Regions from separate parts of the Hordeum vulgare genome. Here region 1 is linked to region 2. A link is a contact called in public Hi-C data. All regions are on one chromosome and are shown on one strand. Each heading gives the region's core, a stretch centred on a gene start, on an enhancer-like site or on the middle of the called end of the contact. The rest is flanking DNA. Distances are from core to core; before and after follow the strand shown. Region 1 holds the start of LOC123449135 (zinc finger CCCH domain-containing protein 15). Region 2 holds the start of LOC123449134.

What was found. A called contact is a pair of places that touch in the nucleus more often than the background predicts.
Region 1: a contact with region 2 is called in a Hi-C map of leaf, with 8 times the contacts expected there. The contact joins the promoter of LOC123449135 here to the promoter of LOC123449134 in region 2. A contact is called at or near these places in 3 of 6 Hi-C or Micro-C datasets (leaf and seedling) and 1 of 1 datasets of contacts at active chromatin or transcription factors (embryo).

What each region holds. Positions count from the first base shown.
Region 1 is chr4H:497,723,447-497,730,178 of MorexV3_pseudomolecules_assembly, forward strand. LOC123449135 (zinc finger CCCH domain-containing protein 15) reads left to right here and starts at 5,077. Exons shown (of 2, transcript XM_045126233.1): 1 at 5,077-6,054. The coding sequence starts at 5,191.
Region 2 is chr4H:497,320,280-497,326,997 of MorexV3_pseudomolecules_assembly, forward strand. LOC123449134 reads left to right here and starts at 2,221. Exons shown (of 1, transcript XM_045126232.1): 1 at 2,221-4,029. The coding sequence starts at 2,882. The coding sequence ends at 3,868. It overlaps LOC123449133 (homeobox-leucine zipper protein ROC6-like), which reads left to right. Exons shown (of 3, transcript XM_045126231.1): 3 at 1-87.

The sequences.
Region 1 (6,732 bases), core at 3,827-6,326, 410 kb after region 2:
CTGCATTCACTTTAAATAGGGCACCATCAAAATCCGTTGAGACGACACCATACGAACTGTGGTATAGCAAGAGGCCAAAGTTGTCGTTTCCTAAAGTTTGGGGATGTGATGCTTATGTCAAAAAGCTTCAGCCTGAAAAGCTGGAACCCAAAGCGGAAAAGTGCGTCTTCATAGGTTACCCAAAAGAGACAGTTGGGTACACCTTCTATCTCAAATCCGAGGGCAAAGTGTTTGTTGCTAAGAACGGAGCTTTTCTCGAGAAGGAGTTTCTCTCGAGAGAATTGAGTGGGAGGAAGATAGAACTTGACGAGGTTGTCGAACCTCTCATCCCTCTGGATGGTGGCGCAGGGCAAGGGGAAACCTCTGTCGTTGCGACGCCGGTTGAGGAGGAAGTTAATGATGATGATCATGAAACTCCAGTTCAAGTTTCTGTTGAACCACGCAGGTCGACGAGATCACGCGCTGCTCCAGAGTGGTACGATAATCCCGTATTATCAATCATGTTGTTGGACAACAATGAATCTGCAAATTATGAAGAAGCAATGGTGGGCCCAGATTCCAACAAATGGCTAGAAGCCATGAAATCCGAGATAGGATCCATGTATGAGAACAAAGTGTGGACTTTGGAGATACTACCTGAGGGCCGCAAGCTATTCAGAATAAATGGATCTTTAAGAAGAAGACGGACGCTGACGGTAATGTGACCGTTTATAAAGCTCGACTTGTGGCATAGGGTTTTTCACAAGTTCCAGGAGTTGACTACGATGAGACTTTCTCACCCGTAGCGATGCTTAAGTCCGTCAGAATCATGTTAGCAATAGCTGCATTTTTCGATTATGAAATCTGGCAGATGGATGTCAAAACGGCGTTCCTTAACGGTTTCCTTAAGGAAGAGTTGTATATGATGCAACCCGAAGGTTTTGTCGATCCTAAGAATGCTAACAAGGTGTGCAAGCTCCAGCGATCCATTTATGGACTGGTGCAAGCATCTCGGAGTTGGAACAAACGCTTTGATGAGGTGATCAAAGCATTTGGGTTTATACAAGTGGTTGGAGAATCTTGTATTTACAAGAAAGTGAGTGGGAGCTCTGTGGCGTTTCTAATATTATATGTGGATGACATATTACTGACTGGAAACAACGTAGAATTTTTGGAGAGCATAAAAGGTTACTTGAATAAAAGTTTCTCTATGAAGGACCTAGGAGAAGCTGCTTACATTCTAGGCATTAAGATCTATAGGGATAGATCAAAACGCCTGATAGGACTTTCACAAAGCACATACCTTGATAAAGTTTTGAAGAGGTTCAAAATGGAACAGTCCAAGAAAGGGTTCTTGCCAGTTTTACAAGGTACGAGATTGAGTAAGACTCAGTGCCCAGCAACTGATGAAGATAGAGAGCATATGCGCTCCGTCCCCTATGCTTCAGCCATAGGTTCTATCATGTATGCGATGCTGTGCACTAGACCGGATGTTAGCCTGGCCATAAGTATGGCAGGTAGGTTCCAGAGTAATCCAGGAGTGGATCACTGGACAGCGGTCAAGAATATCCTGAAGTACCTGAAAAGGACTAAGGAGATGTTTCTCGTGTATGGAGGTGACGAAGAGCTCGCCGTAAAAGGTTACGTCGATGCAAGCTTTGACACAGATCCGGACGACTCTAAGTCGCAAACCGGATACGTATTTATTCTTAATGGGGGTGCAGTAAGCTGGTGCAGTTCCAAGCAAAGCGTCGTAGCAGATTCTACATGTGAAGCGGAGTACATGGCTGCCTCGGAGGCGGCTAAGGAGGGTGTCTGGATGAAGCAGTTCATGACGGATCTTGGAGTGGTGCCAAGTGCACTGGATCCAATAACCTTGTTCTGTGACAACACGGGTGCCATTGCCTTAGCAAAGGAACCACGGTTTCACAAGAAGACCAGACACATCAAACGACGCTTCAACCTCATCCGCGACTACGTCGAGGAAGAGGACGTAAATATATGCAAAGTGCACACGGATCTGAATGTAGCAGACCCGCTGACTAAACCTCTTCCACGGCCAAAACATGATCGACACCAGAACTGTATGGGTGTTAGATTTATTACAATGTAATTCACATGGTGATGTGAGGGCTGGATTATTGACTCTAGTGCAAGTGGGAGACTGTTGGAATTATGCCCTAGAGGCAATAATAAATATGGTTATTATTATAATTCCTGTATCAAGATAATAGTTTATTATCCATGCTATAATTGTATTGAATGAAGACTCATTTACATGTGTGGATACATAGACAAAACACCGTCCCTAGCATGCCTCTAGTTGGCTAGCCAGTTGGTCAATGATAGTCAGTGTCTTCTGATTATGAACAAGGTGTTGTTGCTTGATAACTGGATGACGTCATTGGGAGAATCATGTGATGGACTAGACCCAAACTAATAGACGTAGCATGTTGATCGTGTCATTTTGTTGCTACTGTTTTCTGCGTGTCAAGTATTTATTCCTATGACCATGAGATCATATAACTCACTGACACCGGAGGAATGCTTTGTGTGTATCAAACGTCGCAACGTAACTGGGTGACTATAAAGATGCTCTACAGGTATCTCCGAAGGTGTTAGTTGAGTTAGTATGGATCAAGACTGGGATTTGTCACTCCGTGTGACGGAGAGGTATCTCGGGGCCCACTCGGTAATACAACATCACACACAAGCCTTGCAAGCAATGTAACTTAGTGTAAGTTGCGGGATCTTGTATTACGAAACAAGTAAAGAGACTTGCCGGTGAACGAGATTGAAATAGGTATGCGGATACTGACGATCGAATCTCGGGCAAGTAACATACCGAAGGACAAAGGGAATGACATACGGGATTATACGAATCCTTGGCACTGAGGTTCAAACGATAAGATCTTCGTAGAATATGTAGGATCCAATATGGGCATCCAGGTCCCGCTATTGGATATTGACCGAGGAGTCTCTCGGGTCATGTCTACATAGTTCTCGAACTCGCAGGGTCTGCACACTTAAGGTTCGACGTTGTTTTATGCGTATTTGAGTTATATGGTTGGTTACCGAATGTTGTTCGGAGTCCCGGATGAGATCACGGACGTCACGAGGGTTTCCGGAATGGTCCGGAAACGAAGATTGATATATAGGATGACCTCATTTGATTACCGGAAGGTTTTCGGAGTTACCGGGAATGTACCGGGAATGACGAATGGGTTCCGGGAGTTCACCGGGGGGGGCAACCCACCCCGGGGAAGCCCATAGGCCTTGGGGGAGACACACCAGCCCTTAGTGGGCTGGTGGGACAGCCCACAAGTGCCCTATGCGCCAAGGAGAAGAAAATCAAGAGAGAAAGAAAAAAAAAGGAGGAGGTGGTAAGGAAGGGGGACTCCCTCCCACCAAACCTAGTCCAACTCGGTTTGGGGGGGGGGGGGGGAGAGTCCTCCCCCTTGGACTCGGCCGACCCCCTTGGGGCTCCTTGAGCCCCAAGGCAAGGCCCCCTCCCTCCCACCTATATATACGGAGGTTTTAGGGCTGATTTGAGACGACTTTTTCACGGCAGCCCGACCACATATCTCCACGATTTTTCCTCTAGATCGCGTTTCTGCGGAGCTCGGGCGGAGCCGTGCTGAGACAAGGTCATCACCAACCTCCGGAGCGCCGTCACGCTGTCGGAGAACTCTTCTACCTCTCCGTCTCTCTTGCTGGATCAAGAAGGCCGAGATCATCGTCGAGCTGTACGTGTGCTGAACGCGGAGGTGCCGTCCGTTCGGTACTAGATAGCGGGACTGATCGCGGGATTGTTCGCGGGGCGGATCGAGGGACGTGAGGACGTTCCACTACATCAACCGCGTTCTCTAACGCTTCTGCTGTACGGTCTACAAGGGTACGTAGATCACTCATCCCCTCTCGTAGATGGACATCACCATCATAGGTCTTCGTGCGCGTAGGAAATTTTTTGTTTCCCATGCGACGTTCCCCAACACCACATTGTTGCCTACTCCGATGCCGACTGGAATGGTTGTCCAAACACGCGTCGTTCTACATTAGGCTACTGTGTCTACCTCGGGCCCTCGCTGATTTCGTGGTTGTCCAAGCGACAACCCATGGTGTCTCGCTCGATTGTTGAGCGGGAGTATCGTGACGTGGCTAATATTGTGGCTGAGTGTTCCTAGCTTCCCCAGTTGCTCCAGGAGTTGCTTTGTGATATTCACAAGGCAACGATCGTCTACTACAACAACGTCTCCGCCGTCTAGCTATCCGCCAATCCTATCAGCATTGACGAAAAAGCAGATTGCGCTCGACATTCACTTCGTTCGTGAACAGGTGGCCCTTGGACGTGTTCAGGTTCTTCACGTACCAACCGCTGAGCAGTTCGCTGATGTTATGACCAAGGGACTACCGACATCTGTCTTTGAGGAGTTTCTGTCCAGTCTCTACGTCTTCGTTGACGCTTCGACTCGGGGGCGGGGGGGGGGGAGGGGGTTGAACTTACATTGTCTTGTGTACGTGTATATGACTAGGGTCTTGTATTTGTACCATCCTACCTCCTCTCCCCCTTCCGTATATGTGTATGTCTTGAAAGACAAGCAGAGGCCGGTCCACCATGTATCTATATATGTGCATCATGCACACGATCAATGAATTATCGATGCATGCAAACCCTTCTCTCCAAAAAAAAAAAACTAAGAGAGCGAAATGTCAAATGTTCCTAAAGCAAAGAAACTACCAGAGAAGATTCATGTTGGAGAAGAGTACAACCAAGAAGGACAAGAGAGCTCCATGAGTGGACAAAACTGATGAACGGATGAACAATATATTTCTGTTTGAAAAAATAAGATAGTCTTTGAGAGAGAATTGAACTGGTCAATTTTCACAAGCTTACAAACCATGTAAGCACGCTGCACCAGCCCATCAGAGACTCAGTTGAACACGGCTCACTTGGCCCACTAGATATCCAGTTGAGCACGGCTCACTTGGCCCAGTAGAGACCCAGTTGAACGCGGCTTACTTGGACCGGTGTAGCCCGACTCAATTTCTATCGGTGTTCACTTTTGTCCCTGGCCATGAGCCTGAGCCGACTACAAGCAAGCTTTGGAACGACGGGTCCACTGCCCAGGGACGAGCCGGAACAAGACGGGCCCGTCTCTTCTTCGATTCGATCCATACCCCTCCCCCCCCCCACCCACTAACCCTACCCCCATGTCCGACGGCGGCGCCGGCGAGCCCGGGGCCGGCGGCTCGGAGCCGGTGTGCAACTTTGTTCGGAAGCCGCCGAAGAATATTCGGAAGCGTCCCGCCGCGTCCGTCGGCTCCGACGACGAAGAAGGTAGCGGCGGCGACGATTCCGGGGCCATCGCTGCGGCGCGATCTAAGAAGCCGCCGTCTACTACCAGCAAGCTCTTCTTCTCCTCCGCCGACAACTCACACGAGCCCCGCCGTTTCCAGTTCGAGTCGTCCAGGACGATTCAGTCCTCCACCGACAGCCGCGCCACTGCGACGCTGGAGACGGAGACTGCGTACGACCGTGATGCGCGCGCCATCCGCGAGCGACAGCTCAAGCAGGCCGAGGAGTCCCTCAAGAAGAACCCCTCGGCCTCCTCCTCCACCGGGGAGCTCTACAAGGGGATCCACGGCTACACGGATCACAAGGCCGGCTTCCGGCGGGAGCACACGGTTTCCGGAGAGAAGGCTGGTGGCGCGCACGGCCCCCTGCGGGCGTCAGCGCACATACGTCTCTCGACGCGGTTCGACTACCAACCCGACATCTGCAAGGATTATAAGGAGACCGGCTATTGTGGCTACGGCGATTCCTGCAAGTTCATGCACGACAGAGGTGACTACAAGTCTGGGTGGCAGCTCGAGAGGGAGTGGGACGAGGCCGAGAAAGCCCGCAAACGGCGCATAGCGATGCGTGAGTTGGATGGTAGTGATGGCGAGGCAGAAGAGGAAGACAGCGACGACGAGGAGGCACTGCCCTTTGCCTGCTTCATATGCAGGGAACCCTTTGTTGACCCGGTGGTCACAAAATGCAAGCATTATTTCTGCGAGCATTGCGCATTAAAGGTACCCTGCAATTTGTTCTGATTTTGTGCTGATAATTATGCCTACTCATCTATGCAATCAATAAGTTTGTCGTACTGAAAATCTAGGTTATTTGCTTAGCTAGGCTAACAGTTTGTCATATATATACAGAGAGATGAAACAAGGAACCATGATTGTTTGAGTTTGAGCCATGAACTATTGAAACATTAGCACTTGCACACGAGTTTAATTCTGGAAATATTGCAGATTCAGCCCAGATAAATATGAACTTGCCCTATATTACATAAAGCACCATATGATTATGGATCCATGGCAGTGTGGTGGAAACAAATTTCTGTGTCCATACTAGCTGATTGTTTTTTTTTTGGACTAGCTGAATGATTTGTTGGTTCAAGCGTCAGCCATATGGCCCATATAGCATGCAGCACTGCGTTACATTTAGAATGTCAAGTCCAAGTAGATACAATTTGATATGTGAGTTCTTATAAATTCGTTTTCATATCTGTATTTAGCTGCGCGATATGAATGTTTTTAGTTGAAATATTAGTTCAGATAGTACCATGCATGGCTGCTTAATAATTGAAATGTAACTTGGAACCATGATTGTTTGAGTTCGAACCATGGACTATTGAAAAACATTAGTACTTGCACAAGACTTATAATTCTGGAAATATTGCGAATTCCTCCCAACTATATATG
Region 2 (6,718 bases), core at 971-3,470:
TACATATAAATACAGAATCTGCAAAATACGGCATGTATCTTGGTACGTATTTAAAAAAAATTGAAAGATAACACCAACTTATAAATACGACACGAATTGCGGTAGTCTTTTGCAATTAACTCCAAAGTGCATCATGCTCCTCCTACTCCTACCAGACAAACCCTCTCACCAGTCACCGTAGGGCCTCCGGTTGCTGCCTCAACGGTTCAAGCCTTGTGCCGGCGTTGCTTTCATCCGTTAGATCAGCGTCCCTGATTTGGCGCGAAAGCTGTACCACGTACATGCACGGTAGGCCCTTGGGAATTGGGATTCACCTGCCCCCAATAACGCATCAAAAAGTGGACGTATCTTTCAGGGCTCACCATCTTCCCTGTAGATGATGCGTCGTCTTGTCGATCCCCTCCCGTCATTGCCGACCCGGAAAGGCCACGGCACTTTCGCCATGCCTGCAGAGCAGAGGCAATTGCGCTTCCTACCTTTGACCCTAGTGCAGGAGTGGCAGAGAAAATACTCGACAATTCTACACATGGACATGACCATCATGAAATAGGTTTACCAAAACGGCGTCCTCGCTAGCAGAAATCCGGAGAGAGAGAGACGCTCTTCTTCTCAGACCCGGCCCCCTTGAGCATCTTGTGTTATCTTTTGAATGAATACGGCCTAACTGCAAGGTACTCACACCTTACGGTTGTTAGCCAGGCAGACATCCTAATCAATACCGTCTGTCAGTACTTGAAAATCTAAAAGGCTTTCGCGGCACCAGAATGTCGTGATCTCGGACGGACAGGTAAATTTTTCCCGGATCACTCGCTCGTCCAAAAGGGCGTCTCCCCGTAGCAGATATTGACCCGCCAAGGCTGGCTGCTGCGCCGTGCGCACATAGCTCGTGCCACAGGTTGCTTGCCACTGCAGCATGATGCAGAGCAGACCTGGCCAATTGACGATGGACTAAAAGAAGAAGAAGAAGCAGCAGCTAGCCGACTCTTCTGATGTTGAAACATTCTCCGGTTGGCTCCACGGCTTTCACAAGCAACATGTTTCACAATACACATGCAGTCGTTCTCAGAGACAGGGTCCTATGTTTTTCCCCCAATTTTCTTTTAAAGCTTTTCCCAATTTTTTTTGGGCTTGCGCCAAGTTTTGGATCACTGCTCCTTGCAGCCAACGCAGTGTTGTTTGAAGCCTGGACGCACAGATTATATTATCTAAAAGCTTTGTGCAACATCCTGAGCAGCTGCCGTTCCTAGCCTATATTTATCCGTTTCGCTGGCGCATCAGCACATGTTTGGCAAGAAGACGAGGAACAAAGCTGCACTGTAGCCGTAGGGTGGTGAATATTAAAACAAGCAGCGGCACCCTTCCACATGATGCATGCCGCATGCTGTGCTCTGCCCTCACGACGATATCCATCCAATTGAGGAGTTGGTTGGTGACCTATGGAGATATATCTACTCCGTTTATCGTAGCCTCCGTTCAGCGCTGCCTTACAAGACCGCTTTGAAGAAAGAAAAGGTTTTACCAGCACGCAGCAGTAGATTCAGCAGAGACATGGAGAGCACAAACAATAGACTGGGACACCACGACCGTCCTCGTTCCTCATGTAAAGAAAGGGAAGATCATGGCCTACCTGGCTCTGTGAGTTGTGGACACCTACCGCCAAATAATTCCAGCACAGACAAATAAGTCGTCCTGCACACCGGTGGATAAAAGATATATCCTCATGATGCCTTTCTTTTTTACATATAATGATCCTGGTCGATGATGCCATTGCCATGGCGTCCTGAATGATAGCACCATCATTTCTCTGCCCCGTGTAATGTAAATAAACCATTTCTCCTGGATGACGAAGAAGCTGTACTCCCTCCGTCCGAAAATACTTGTCCTAAAAATGTATAAAATAGATGTATCTATAACTAAAATGAGTCTAGATACATCTATTTCTAGGACAAGTATTTCCAGACGGAGGGAGGGAGTATAAGCCGATGAAGAACTATAAGGTCAAAAAGAAAAAGAAAAAAGCTAACGTGTGCATGCAATGCAAGACGAGGTAGCTGGATGCTAAATCGATTGCTGATCATGCATGCATGGCCAATGATGCATGTAAACTACTAACACTAATGCTGAAGGAGCCCCATATTCTCACCAAACCACCCCAACAAACTGCCTACTTTGAAGAAAAGAAAAGAAAAGAAAATCAAATGCTATCGAGCCCCCAACAAACTTTAACTACCGCTAACAGACAGGAACTAGGACGTACACCAAATTATATATATACAACATACAACGTAGCAGATGTCTGTCTTGGTCCTTCGTTGCTCGCCTACCAACCAGGGCTGTATTGTACAAAGGAAGTCAAACAATCCTTCCCTCCATCAGCCCCGCCTACTCTCTCCCTCGACCCAACCACCGTGACAGCAAACCATCACCTCCACATGACCAAAACGCCCCCGCCACAAAAGCCTTGCTGATGATATCATCATCTCATACTACTACATCTTTCTTTCTTGAGACCATTTAAAATTTCAGATCAGGGGCAAGCATGGCAAGTTTCTCAGGAGGCTCCAGTTAAACCTTCCCTATCCGGTTTCTTTCTGAGTTCCAACTCCCTCATTTCTTCTACAAGCAACAACTCCAGCACACAAACACACATCCATCCGTCCATCCATCCATCCGAGAGGGGGAAGAGAAAAAGGGTGTAAGAGGAGGAGGAGGAGGAGGAGTTGCCTCTGAAAGCAAGCCATCATTAGGCCACCAAATGCTGGAATGCATATTGGCTGACACGACAACAAGTCCAAGACGAAGGAGCAGAGCAGGCGCTGCGTCGGCGTCGGCCGGGTGACGGACGCCGGCGTGCGTGCTAGGTAGGTAGCTAGACGCTGCCATGTCGTATGATCAGATGCTGTCGCCGCTCCTCGGCCGGTCGGCGTGGACGCCGCAGCTGCAGCAGCTGCAGGTGGGCGGCGACGCCGTGACGAGGCAGATACTCAAGTGCACGCGGTGGCAGCTGGAGGAGACCACGGACTTCGTCACCTGCCCCTACCACTACTACTGCGACAGCTCCTACCCCGGCGACTACCACCCGGCCGTCGGCGCGCTGGTGGCCGCCTTCGCGGCCTACTGCTTCGTCGCCGCGCTGGCCTTCGCCGTGCTGGACCTTGCCCGGAGCGGCGCCGCGGGCGTCAGGGGCGTCAAGAGGAAGTACCTCGTCCCGTCCGGGCCCTTCCTGCTCCCGCTGGTGCTGCTGGCGCTGGCCAAGGGGCAGCGCGTGAACGCCGTGTTCCCGCTCGCGCAGCTCGGCCCGGCATTGCTGCTGCTGCTGCAGGCGTCGGCGCTGGCGTTCCGGAACGAGGCCGACGGCGACATCCGGTACGCGGTGCTGGAGGCCTCCACGGTGTCCGGGGTGCTGCACGCCAGCCTCTACCTGGACGCCGTCGTGCTGCCCTACTACACGGGGCTGGAGGCGCTCCGCTGGTCCCGCTTCTCCGGGGAGTGCGCGTCGTGCCTCTGCCGCATGGAGCCGCTGGTCGTCGGCGGCACGGCCATGCGGTACCGGGGCCTGTCCAAGACGGCGCTGGCCATCATCTTCGCGCTCTGCTCCAGGATGGTGTGCCGGATTTACGGCGAGGAGCGGCTGAGCGCGTGGACGCGGTCGGCGCTGGAGGGCGTCGGGTGGGTGTTGGTGGCGGCCGACGCCGTGTACCTCGTCGGCTGGGTGGCCGCGGAGGGCGGCGCCGTCGGGGTGGCGGCCTACAGCCTGGTCGCCGGCCTCGTCTTCCTCTGCGTCTTCGGCAAGGTGTACAGATTCTTGGCGTGGGTGGAGTCGCGGCAGTCGCAGTGGAAATCCAGCCTCTGCCACACCATCGTTTGATCGCCCTAATTCTTGCTCAATGAATGTAGAGAAAAAACAAGAAAGAGAAACAAACTCCCTCCTCCTCCATCCATTTCTTAGTTCACCTTTGGTTCGCTTTGATGTACAAATTTACAATGCACAAAATGGAAAGAATTCTGCAAAAATTCCCCTTGAAGCCACTCCTCTGGGTTTCTTTTCTTTTTCGTCGATGGATCTTCAGAAATTTGGCCCAGCATTTTCCATATCTTTCTGTCGATCGCATTGCGAAAATCGGGGAGAGAAGAAAAAAGGAGAAGGCTGTACTGCGCTTTAGTTGGTGGTGATTTGAATTTCGCCGCATGCATTAGTGCGTGTGGATCGATGGATGGATCGTCGGCTGGAGTTAAGAAAGGCGAAGAGGACAAGCCAGCAACAGCAATGTCGTCCGTTGGCTTGCTTGTCCACAGTGATCGGGCCCTGACCTAACCGCTGGCGGCTTCTGGAAGCCACTTCTTGGAGGCTTCCTGCAATCTCTGACAGTTGTTGTCTTCAGTTCTCTCCTTGTTCGTGTGGTCATCATCAGTTAATAAGTTCCGGAGGAAGAAGTGGTTGGAGCATTCACCTGGTGTCTCACCCAGTTGGGAATGAGCCCAAAAATTTGCCGCACCCGCGCGCGGAGCCACCGAGGACCGCACCCAAAATGTTTATGAAAGAACTTGTCAATGGGTGAAAATAAAATAAAATGACATTATATGTACTACCAGTACTTGTCACATAGTATGTGGCCCTATGCATAGAGATAGAGTCTCCGTGAACCGGAGACTTTGACCTGGTTTCATATACTCCATTTCTTCGAATCTTATTAGCCTTGTTTCTTGAACAAGTTCCTTTCGCTCTCATCATCATCATCATCATCGAGTGCGATTGCTGGAGAGAAAAGGGCAGTGGCATGCAGATGCGGCCATCCTTGCTCCGGCCTGGAGGATGATTTGGTAGGGGCGATCCGCGATCGGACCACAAGCAGACCGGAATGGGTCCTCGGTCAAGTTTGTTGCACAGATCAATGGGTTTTTCGTGCGTTGGAAGCAAGCAAAGCTTAAGGATAACACAAATGTCGCGTCACTTTCCGGGGCCAGGTCCGTCCAATCCAATCGTGCGTGTCATATCCTTGTCTTCCAACTCCCGCCCCATGGTAGGCATGCAACGCACAGCTCTCTTTTCAGCATGTGCACCTAAAGCTCTCAACTGCTCGGGGGTGATCAATCTGTCTTGGTATAAAGTAGGAGGAGTAAGTTGGAGGTGCATAATGCTCACATCACATGGCCGATTTGGCCTTAACTCCGTTGAGCATGAGCAATGACCGTAGGGGTATACGTTGGGGCTGAGGCCGATCGGAGCGTGGACTGGTGGCGCACGTGAATGCAATTGGAATGTGCAGAGCCACGGCGGGGGCCTGTCACTGTCTCTCTCTGACCTGCGTGTACGCGATGTACATAGTTTATGAATCACGTACTGTATATCCACCGGTTCTTTGCCCTTTTCTGTCGCTGTTGCTGGCTGGCCGCATGCGTACACATAAGACATAACCTTTGCTCCTACTAGCTATACTGCAGGTCGAATTAAGACGCGCGTATTCGCATATGATACGTACAGTATTTGAGAAGCGCGTTTTGACCAGCTCTTCGCGCGCGGTAGACGGGCGGACAACGACGGTCGGCCGTAGCATGAAGGCGGAGAGGCGATGTTATCCACGCTACTACTGTATTTGCTACGTGGTCAACGAGAGTCCCCATATTTATATGCTGTGGTATGATGAAAAGCTCCATCACTGAACTCTGGGAACGTTTGGAAGCGAGGACGTTTTGTTGGGTGCCCGTGCCCCACGGCCACGGAGCCGGCGGATGGTACGCCAAGGCGAAGCAGCGGCATGCAGCAGGGGACAACCAACCAACGTGCCAACTGCGACATCGACGGAACTCCTGTAGCTCGCGGAGCCGACGACGGTTGGGTTTGGGTGCTGCCTACTTATTACTATGGGTAGGACGAGCTGAGGCTGATGAATGATGCTCCCCGGTGGTCCAAGCTGATGGTGCAGCTGCTCAACTGCTCTCTCCTCTTCCTTAATGGAGCTTTGCGTTGCCTACTTGCCTTGATAGCTTGGAATAGTACCACACGGGAGTAAACAGTTCGTGGACAGGAAAGACCAGAAAGACCGTCATTCAACGTTGCCCGTATATATTTTAACTTGCATTTAAACAATGGAACAAAATTCATGCAAACTGACCGTTATTCATCAAAATTCAGATAGAAGATAGCACAGATCATCCATACATAACATGCAAATTAAGTATAGTACACTAATGTCTTAATTTCAACTAGATGAACCGGATGCCGAACAAGTTCTTTATCAACGGACCATGTTCTCCCACAAGTATTTTTCTTCAGCTTAATCCAACAATGTATGCACGTAAATGACCGTCCCTCTGTTTCATGATACATCACGGCAACGCGTGCGGGCTACATAATGTGTAAATCAACATTGAGTGAGCGAATCAATCAACAAGTTAAGCAAGAGGAAGCAAAACTTAGGATCTTCTCCTTTGCCGCGTGCAATGGCCAGCTTGCCTCCAGCTGACGGAGCACGTCACAATATTTGGTGATGCTGGTGCGGATAGCGTACCACTGATACGATAACGGCCTCACATTGCATTCTCGAATGATGTACATGTTGTACGACGTAATATGCTTTCGTGCATGAAACAATTCATGCACCTGCTGCCAGAACGTCTCCCCTTTGCTCTTGCCTACGAAATCCACGGATGCGTCCAATCACGCATCAGACAACAACTCATCCTCCATTGCTGAGTAGCTCACCATCCTTCGTACTCT